Regions from separate parts of the Mus musculus genome. Here regions 1 and 2 are each linked to region 3. The links are chromatin contacts, called in public Micro-C and promoter capture Hi-C maps. All regions are on one chromosome and are shown on one strand. The core of a region is the stretch at or near the end of the contact, and the rest is flanking DNA. Distances in the headings are between cores, read along the strand shown.

Region 1 (2,700 bases), core at 175-2,674, 750 kb before region 3:
TCCAGAAGCTAGCTCCTACAATGGATACCTCCCAACCCTTGCAACTGCAAGTGCTAGGAGCCTTTGGGACACCACAGCCCAAGGGAGATACCTGCAGCATCTTCATCCCCACGAGCTTGAAGCCCCGCCTCTCAAAGCGTTGTATCACAGTCCCCACTAGTCTCCTCTGTACCCCATCTGGCTTCACAGCAACCAGCGTCCGCTCTTGGGGCCAGGGGGGGCCTCCTGTTAAAAAAAAAAGACAGGTCGGGGTGAGGATGCTCCACATTTTCAGGGCCCTCCCACCTAGATACCTGACAGAGCTCAGACATCAAAGGACTGGGAAGTTCCTGCCACAATACAAACACAGACAAATGCAAAGGGGAGCCGCCCTGGCAGTCGCAGAAGCTGCTCAAGGTGGAGATGGTTTCCCTGAAAAGGCTCAGATAACTTAGGGGCCAGAGAGTCTTGGTGATGAAGTCTCCCTTTCCCCTGAAAAGAAAACTTGAGTCTAGCCTCACATGACTCCAGGTACCACAGTGTGTGAAGCCCAGGCTTGCCCACAAGGAGCTTATCCTCTGGGTGTGGAGAAATGGCATTGAAATCAAGGAATATTAGTGCACGATGTCTAGGCGGGCTAAGTGCTGGGGACCAAGGATCAGGCTTGAGCAGAGGATGACCCACACTACAGGGCAGAAACATAGCTGCCACGGCACGTGCGTCTCCTCCAAAAACAAACGCTACTTCTGAGAGGGTCCTAGCCCCTGACTGACTCACAAAACGGTAGCAAAGTTAGGAGAAACACCAAGTTAGAGAAGAGGTGATCGACCAGGCTCTAATCCCCAGGCCACAATGAATGCCCACTAAACTCAACAGGCTGATAAAAGGGGGGAGGTGTCTCCCTAACTTGCAAGTTCCCCAAGGGACAAGAGACCCAGGATAGCCCCAGAGTCTGATGCCTGCTGGTCTGTGCCTTGGTGAGGCTATTCAATTTCCAAGATTCATGAAAGGAATACCCTTTATCTGGCTCTCAGAAAGCACCCCATGAGTGGATAGAAAGGGCCAAGACCCCAGGAAATGACCGGGGTGTCTTAGGCCTGCTCTGGCTCAAGTTTCAATACCCGGGCAACAACTGCTCCGCGGAGGGAACGTGACCCCATAGCGTCTGGTAGTCTCCCCGCCTCGGCTTTGGCTTTCTACTGCTAAAAGCTCTGTCCCGGGCTGCTGAGGGTTGGACTTGCACTCCTCCGGGACAAGACCAAGCCTTTGGCTGCCGCACGTGCGCAAACAAAGGCCGCGCAGCGGCCATCCGCCTAGTTCCCCACGGGCACAGGACTCACCGGAACTGGGGCGCACCAGCAGGCACTGAAAGCGTGGCCCGCACAACAGCGCCCGCAGCGCCGCGACGCGCCCGAAAAGGCTGCCCATGTTGCGGGCTGGCGCCGCACTGAACGCCGCGCAGAGCGGGCAGTGGGAGGTGCCACGCATTGCCCCGCCCCGCCTCCACCCTAAGGGGCCCGCTGGGGCCCCACATCACATTCTTGTCTTCTGGAGCTGATAGCCTTCAAACACTGATCTCTGTTAAAATCAGGGTGCAGCTCAGTGACGGAGCGCTTGACTATCATGCTCAGAGCCTTGGGCTCGACCAACCCCAGTACTGCAGGGGGAAAAAAAATGAAAAATTATGTGTGTGTGTGCGCGTGTCTATGCGCGTATGTATAAATTTTGCAGTTGCTCATTCAGTTTTTAGATTATATACTTGTTTTCATAACGTACAGTCAAATATTGTTATATCTACTTTTGGGGGCAGAGTGGCCATCGCCGCAAATACCAACTGGCTCTCTAAGTTTGACAGTTGGACTATTTGTCAGTTCTGTTATTACATCCTTGATTTTCAAGTTATCTATCAATTTATTTATTTATTGGAATTTTTTATTTTGTTTAAACCTCTCTAGATTAAAAAAGTTATTTTTTATTTACTAGCAGGGTGGTGGTGGCATACTCCTTGAATTTAGCCCTCAAGAAGGTAGAGTCAAGCTCTCTGAGAATCCCTCCCCCCCCCCCCACCCCCCGCCTGTGTTTTTGTTTTTGTTTTTGTTTTTCCAGACAGGGTTTTCTCTGTGTAGCCCTGGCTGTCCTGGAACTCACTCTGTAGACCAGGCTGGCTTTGAACTAAGAAATCCACCTGCTTGTGCCTCCCAAGTGCTGGGATTAAAGGCGTGTGCCACCACTGCTGAGAAACCCTTTCTCAACTCACCCCCAAAGAAAAATGATTTACATTGAACAGTTGAGAGCTGCCCAGGATGGGTGCTAGGAACCGAACTCACATCTTTTGGGAGGCCAAGCACTGCTCTCTTAACCACTCAGTCATCTCTCCAACCCCATCTGTGTACCACAGCTGGGAGCTGGGAATTGCTTTGACTTTATGACAAAGGTATAATCAATCCTTGCTGCTGTCACTGCATTGCATATGTAGCAGAGGTTGGCTTGGAACTCTTTTTTTTTTTTAAGATTTATTTATTTTATGTATATGAGTACACTAGCTGTCTTCAGACACACCAGAAGAGGGTGTCAGATCCCATTACAAATGGTTGTGAACCACCATGTGGTTGCTGAGAATTGAACTCAGGACCTCTGGAAGAGCAGTCAGTGCTCTTACCCGTTGTACTTTATTTTATTATATATATTACCCCTTGAACTTTTATTGTTGTTTTTTTCGAG
Region 2 (2,805 bases), core at 182-2,681, 890 kb before region 3:
CCCTGGGAGCCACACAGCTGTGCGGATTGGTGCTACCGCTTAAACTAACCTCCCAGCCCGGACTAGGTGGTCCTTCTGGGGCCTTGGATCCAGGGGTTGGGGCTCCTCCTGTGCCTCCCTCCAGACCAGGCACCCGAGGTGCTGACCTCTCCAAGACCCAGAGGATGCTGGGCACTGGTCCAACACAGGGCACATCCCTACACTAGCCCCCACATACACAAAGGCACACTCATCCTGCCCGGCCCCAGCCCCAACCCCAACTAATGACCTGGCATGGGTTCCCTGGCTGCGTGCCTGGTCTGGAAAACTAATAGCTGGAAGGGCCAGCCCACCTATCCGTTGACCCTCTTGAGACTCAGTGTCCTACAGGGATGAGCGCGGGAGCTGAAGAGGATAGCTGGGACCCCAACACCTTTCTTTTGCCTCCCCGCTGCGGGCGCCGCCCTGACGAGCCCTCACGGTGCTGGGATCACAAGCAGCCCTTTCTATGCATCCGTCCAGAGCCGGAGCCCCAACTTCGCGGGAAGTGCCGCCCGCTCACCTTACCGCGTCCGCCGAACCGAGCCTGCGGCGTCTGCTAAATGTGCGCCAGGCAAAGGGTCAAACTTCCTACTTGCGAACACCGCGGGGTAACCGAGGTCCAGAGCTAGAAGCGGCGGCAACTCCACGGCGCCGCCGCCTCCTCCCGCGTTCCCCGACGCCGACTCGCAGGCGCCCACCAAAGTTGGCAGAGAAGCGCGTGCGCCACGGCGCGAGCTTCCAAACGCAGCGACCTCCGACCGGGCTGGGCGCGGGAGGCGGGACACTCTCAGCCGCAGACGACTCCCACCTCTTAGCACACTGCCCTGCGCACTCACCGGACGCGCTGGGACTGCTCCTGGAGGGAGCGAGGCCGGACCCGCCACAGTGCCGCAAGAGATTGGAGTGGCGCGCAGGTGCGGGGCCGAGTGAGGGGCGCCTGGCACCGTCCCCGCCCCCGACGCCTGCAGGCTGCCGCGGGGGTGCGTAGAGGCAGCCAAGTCTCCCGGGTCCCCGCAGCGGCAAGAGGGGGCGTCAGCACGCATCAGTCAGGGCTCTGGCCCCTGACAGCCGCCTGCCCACCCAAATCAGGGCCTTGGGGCTGAACCCTAGGACAGGGAGCCTCCAGAGCGGACTAGGAGAGGCCAAAGCCCGGAGCTCAGGCGGTGGAGTCTATATCTCCTTGCCAGCTTCCACTGGGCAAGCCAGGGAGCCTATGTAGTTCTTTTACTCCAAACAGGAGGCGTCTCCCACACCCCTTGCTCTACCCGCTGATGGTCACTATGCACTGACACCCCTACCCCTGGATACATCCTGCCATTCCCAGCCCCCACTCTTCACGTCCTAAGAGGTTCCTCCCTGCTTTAGGAGATCCAGTGCCAGTGCCCACTATCGGAAGGGCCTCATCCCCACTGGTGGCTTCTCCTGGAAGGGCTATGGGGTGACAAAGGACCCAGGAGGGTTTGGAATGCCGAGCACACAGTGAATGCTGGAACTCCCTTCCCTGTAATGTCTTCATGGCCAGAACTGCTCCTGGGTTGTCAAAACTTAAAATCTGGGCTCACACTTCTAGCCAGATCCCAGGGAAATTTGCGTAATTGTAATTGGTGAGTTCCAGGGGTGCATGTGGGCATGGCTCCCTCCCTCCCTCCCTCCTGCTCTCTCTGTCTCTGTGTGTCTGTCTGTCTCTGTCCGTCTCTCTGGAGTCAGCCTGTGACTGGGGAGGATAACTTAGCCCAGAGGTGTGCTGCATGGTTTTTCAAGCATAGAAGGGTGATTGTTGCCCCAGGCTTGCCCTGTGGAGGCTGAGGTCCAAAGACTCTTGGGACCCTAAGGCTCGTCCAGGCTCACTACTGGTTCCTAGGATTTCCCCAGTTGAGATTTGTGGAAGAAGTGAAATCTCTCTAGGGATTCTGGGTTGGTACACAGGGCAGTCATAGGGTTCAGGGCAACAAGCATCAGTACTTCTGGTCCCATGTCTGTGTGGCAGACATAATGGCCAGGGCTCAGCTGTTGGCCAACGCTCAAAGGTTACTGCCGGTTAAGGAGCAGGGCCTCTCCAGTCTAGTTTCCTTCTGTCTCCATGCCACCTTCCTCAAAGGCAGCCCACTCCCAACTGAGGGACATCCAGAGCTGGAAGTGGTGTTACGTATGAATTGTACAGCATGCTCCTTTCTGCCTGCCTGGCTCAGCTAATCAGCTGACCATGCAGGTGGCCTGGGGCCGGGAGACAGCTTGAATGGCCACTGTGCCAGTAGTCCTAGGGCCAGAAGACCAGCTCCTCATGGGCACTAACTAGAAATGAGTGCAGAGTCAGGTCACTGTGAGACAAGGAGAGTAGGGACACTAGGCATGGCCCTTTTTCTTTTCTCAAGGACACCTCTGTACTCTAGCGATCCTCTTTTTGGGAATTAGGGAATAGGCTGTCTGCCAATAGGGGCAGGCTGGAGGATGTGACCACTGTCCAGAGGAGGCCTGGCTCTGGCATCCAGGGAGTAAAGCCCGGTGTAGCTCAGGTGACTGAGCCTGTGGCCTGTGGAAGAAACCAAGAGGTCTGCCATGTGGCATCTCACTTATGAGGTTGACAGCCCTAGGGATGATCACTGCCTAGGCCAGCTCTATGGAGGCCCGGAGAAGTGAGACAGATAGATATCCAGAATGGGAAAAGTGGGAGGGAAGTGGAGGGCCCACATGCCCCGCAGTACCACCTTTTATAGGCCTTTTTAGAAATTTGAGTGAGAGGAGAGGAAGAGACCTAATCAAACAAAGCCAAAACCAAAAACCCAA
Region 3 (2,700 bases), core at 163-2,662:
TCCTGGACCTTCTCTCTGCTCCCAGGGAAAACCTAGGAACGTCCTCTAACTCGCAGAAACCATTGGGCCTCTCTGGCTTTACTCAGCACAGGATCTGGGCCTGGGACTTCCCTGCTCCTTCTGTGAGCTGGCCAGGAGCCCCTCTCCCTACTCTGAGATATTTGGTATTCGGCCACCTTCGGAAGCCTGCTCTTCACTTCTCAGTGTCTTTATTCGTTCCGTATTTCCCAACAGTTCCCAGAAAGGAATTTCTGCCTGATCCTGCCTGGAGATTGTACTAGAAAAACAAAGCCAACCCCAGCTCCTGGGATCCGCAGCATCGCATCTCAAAATCACAACCCGGTCCCCAGACTCCTCTCTTTTGGCACAAAGGAGGCAAGGCCCAGAAAGGCAGGGTGGGCTACACAAGGCCCAGGATACACGGGGCTAAGCTTTCGGTTTAGCAGTTCTCAGTGTCTCAAAGTACCCCCAAATCTGGAAGAGATTTTAACTCTCCAGTACGAAGATTTGTTCTAACGCGGATTGTTAGATAGCTTAACTTTGTAACAGATCCAAGAACAAGGCCCTAACCTACTGGGGTTTTGTAGGCCGAAAACAACATTTTAATCTTCTCTCTCTCTCTCTCTCTCTCTCTCACTCTCACTCTCTCACTCTCTCCCTCTCTCTCTCTCCCTTCTTTTTTCCTGACCCTCTAAATTCGGCGTTCCCTCTAAACTTCGGACTGACTGCGGGACAGCCTGGAATCTTATACTCCAAACTCCCCGCGCCCAGCCTTCACCCCGGACTGAGCTACTGTCAGGCCTGGGTTTCTTGGCTCAGGGTTTTGGACATGAAAGCGATTCCAGAAGGGAAGAGCTTGAGGTTCTCCTTACCTTTTTTATCCGCCCGAGGGTCTTTGGCTGGGTCAGGGTCACCGTAGGCTCCCGGGTAAAATGTGGGGGCGGCTGGGAAAGCAGGAGAGCACTTGGGGGGCGAAGGCGCGGGGCCCATCTCCGCGCGCAGCTCTGCCAGGCCGGACGCTGCCGCCTCGGGGCCAGAGTAGGCCTCGGGCTTGAAGGCGGCCAGCATGCAGGAGGCAGGGGCCAGGGTGGCCTCGAGGCGCGCAGACAGGTCCCCAGACGCCAGGCTACGCTGCTGCTGCTCCAGGTTCAGGATGTCTTTGACTGAGAAAGGCGTGGGTGTGAGCGCAGGGCTGGGGAACATGGTGGCGACGCAGGTTTCACAGCGCCAGGTGGGTAGCAGAGAGTGGTGCTGCCCACCCCTGGGGACAGCCTCCCCGCATGGTGCCCGCCGCCCGCCCGCGCACCCGCCTCTCTGCCCTGGATGTGGCGCGCGGCAGCAGGTAGCGCGGAGCACCAGGGGCAGAAGAGGCGGGAGCAGGCTGGAGTAGGGGGGATTCAGCCTGCCATTGGGCCAGGGGCCTGGATGACAGGAGCGACGGGCAGTTCTGCGTCACCTAATATAGACATAGGGATGGGAAAAAAAAATCCTGCTCAGCTTTTTTTAAAGGGGCCGCGACACATTTGGGATAGTCTCCCACTCCTGCAAGGAGATTGCTCCTCGTTAGCCTGAAAATCCCAGCCAGACACACTCAAAGAAAATACCTGATTCTGTTATGCTGAGTCTAAACGCAGGGTTGGGGGTGGGTCGAGGATTTGAATAAATATTCTTTGCACTGTGTCCTGTATCACTAAATGGGCTGGTGAGGATGGATTGAAAGCCAGAAGAGGGGGGTTATTTTCAGGGATCAAGACTATGACTACAATATTGTTTACTGAAGTCTGCCTAAGAGTAGCCTGCATAGAAAGAGAATCACAGAGAAGACAGTTGTTCTGGGACGAACACTGAGTTTAACACATGAGTTTAAGAATTGGATTGGGGAGCGGTAGTTAATTTGACCTACAGGACCAAATTCAACCCAGGAACCCAGAGGGGCCCCAAGGGGTTCTGAGCTGAATGGAAAGGTGAAGTGGCTAATTGTGGGGTGGGAGTGGCCACCTGCTTCAGACTAAGCGGTGGGGCCAGGCACCTCTCCAGAGAGAAGGAAGCATTGTTGGGGAATTGACTCTTCCTGGAGGAGAGCTGCCTTCTGGGTTGTCTGCCTGGATTCTCCTGAAGCCCAAGCTGCTTCATTTTTCACCCTCCTAGGCCACCACAAAAGTCCCAGACCCTTTCTAGCCCGATCCTCCAGGGCCTTCCTGGGCTTCTACTCCACGGGGCAGAGGACAGATCAGGCAGGTGGAGGGACATTTTCAGTCCAGTGCTGCTTCTGTCTGAAAACTGTCAGGGTTTAAGGAACCCAGGTTCTGTACTAAGACAACTGTCTGGATCTAAGGAACACTTGGGCCCTCCCAGACCCAACAGAGTGGGACTTTTTCCTGCTGTAATCTCAAAAAGAGAAGGCACATCGATTCCAGGCAAAACCTCCCCCACCGAAGGTATATGGTAAGGCTAACCTCTGGGAGAGCTTGGGCTCACCACACCGATTTGCAAAGGGGATGTGCCCTTGAAAATTCATGTGGTGAGGGTCCATCACCTGTTTTCGGATATAAGGATTCCCAGAGTGAACAGATCTGTGAGTCAGAAGGCACACAGATATGAAGGACGAGTTGGCCACCAGAGGAGAGGCTTTTGGAATAGAAACGGAGTGTGAGTGTAGGGTCAAAGGTTAGCTAAACAAGTCACTCTTAAGTCATGAAC

Evidence for each region. Hi-C and Micro-C count contacts between places; a contact is called where the count stands out from the background. Capture Hi-C pulls out chosen DNA fragments and counts their contacts.
Region 1: a contact with region 3 is called in a promoter capture Hi-C map of liver, with 2.5 times the contacts expected there. The contact joins the promoter of Nme4 here to the promoter of Nkx2-5 in region 3. A contact is called at or near these places in 4 of 39 promoter capture datasets (cranial neural crest, liver, pre-B cells and 1 more) and 2 of 9 other capture datasets (adipose tissue and liver).
Region 2: a contact with region 3 is called in a Micro-C map of embryonic stem cells, with 2.3 times the contacts expected there. The contact joins the promoter of A930017K11Rik here to the promoter of Nkx2-5 in region 3. A contact is called at or near these places in 1 of 484 Hi-C or Micro-C datasets (embryonic stem cells) and 1 of 115 datasets of contacts at active chromatin or transcription factors (embryonic stem cells).

What each region holds. Positions count from the first base shown.
Region 1 is chr17:26,094,046-26,096,745 of GRCm38.p6, forward strand. Nme4 (NME/NM23 nucleoside diphosphate kinase 4) reads right to left here and starts at 1,425. Exons shown (of 5, transcript NM_019731.1): 1 at 1,320-1,425; 2 at 92-225. The coding sequence starts at 1,407.
Region 2 is chr17:25,951,134-25,953,938 of GRCm38.p6, forward strand. It overlaps A930017K11Rik (RIKEN cDNA A930017K11 gene), which reads right to left and starts at 1,432. Exons shown (of 3, transcript NM_001358019.1): 1 at 858-1,432. It overlaps D630044L22Rik (RIKEN cDNA gene D630044L22 gene), which reads left to right and starts at 339. Exons shown (of 7, transcript NR_152187.1): 1 at 339-1,625.
Region 3 is chr17:26,840,153-26,842,852 of GRCm38.p6, forward strand. It overlaps Nkx2-5 (NK2 homeobox 5), which reads right to left and starts at 1,413. Exons shown (of 2, transcript NM_008700.2): 1 at 873-1,413. The coding sequence starts at 1,203.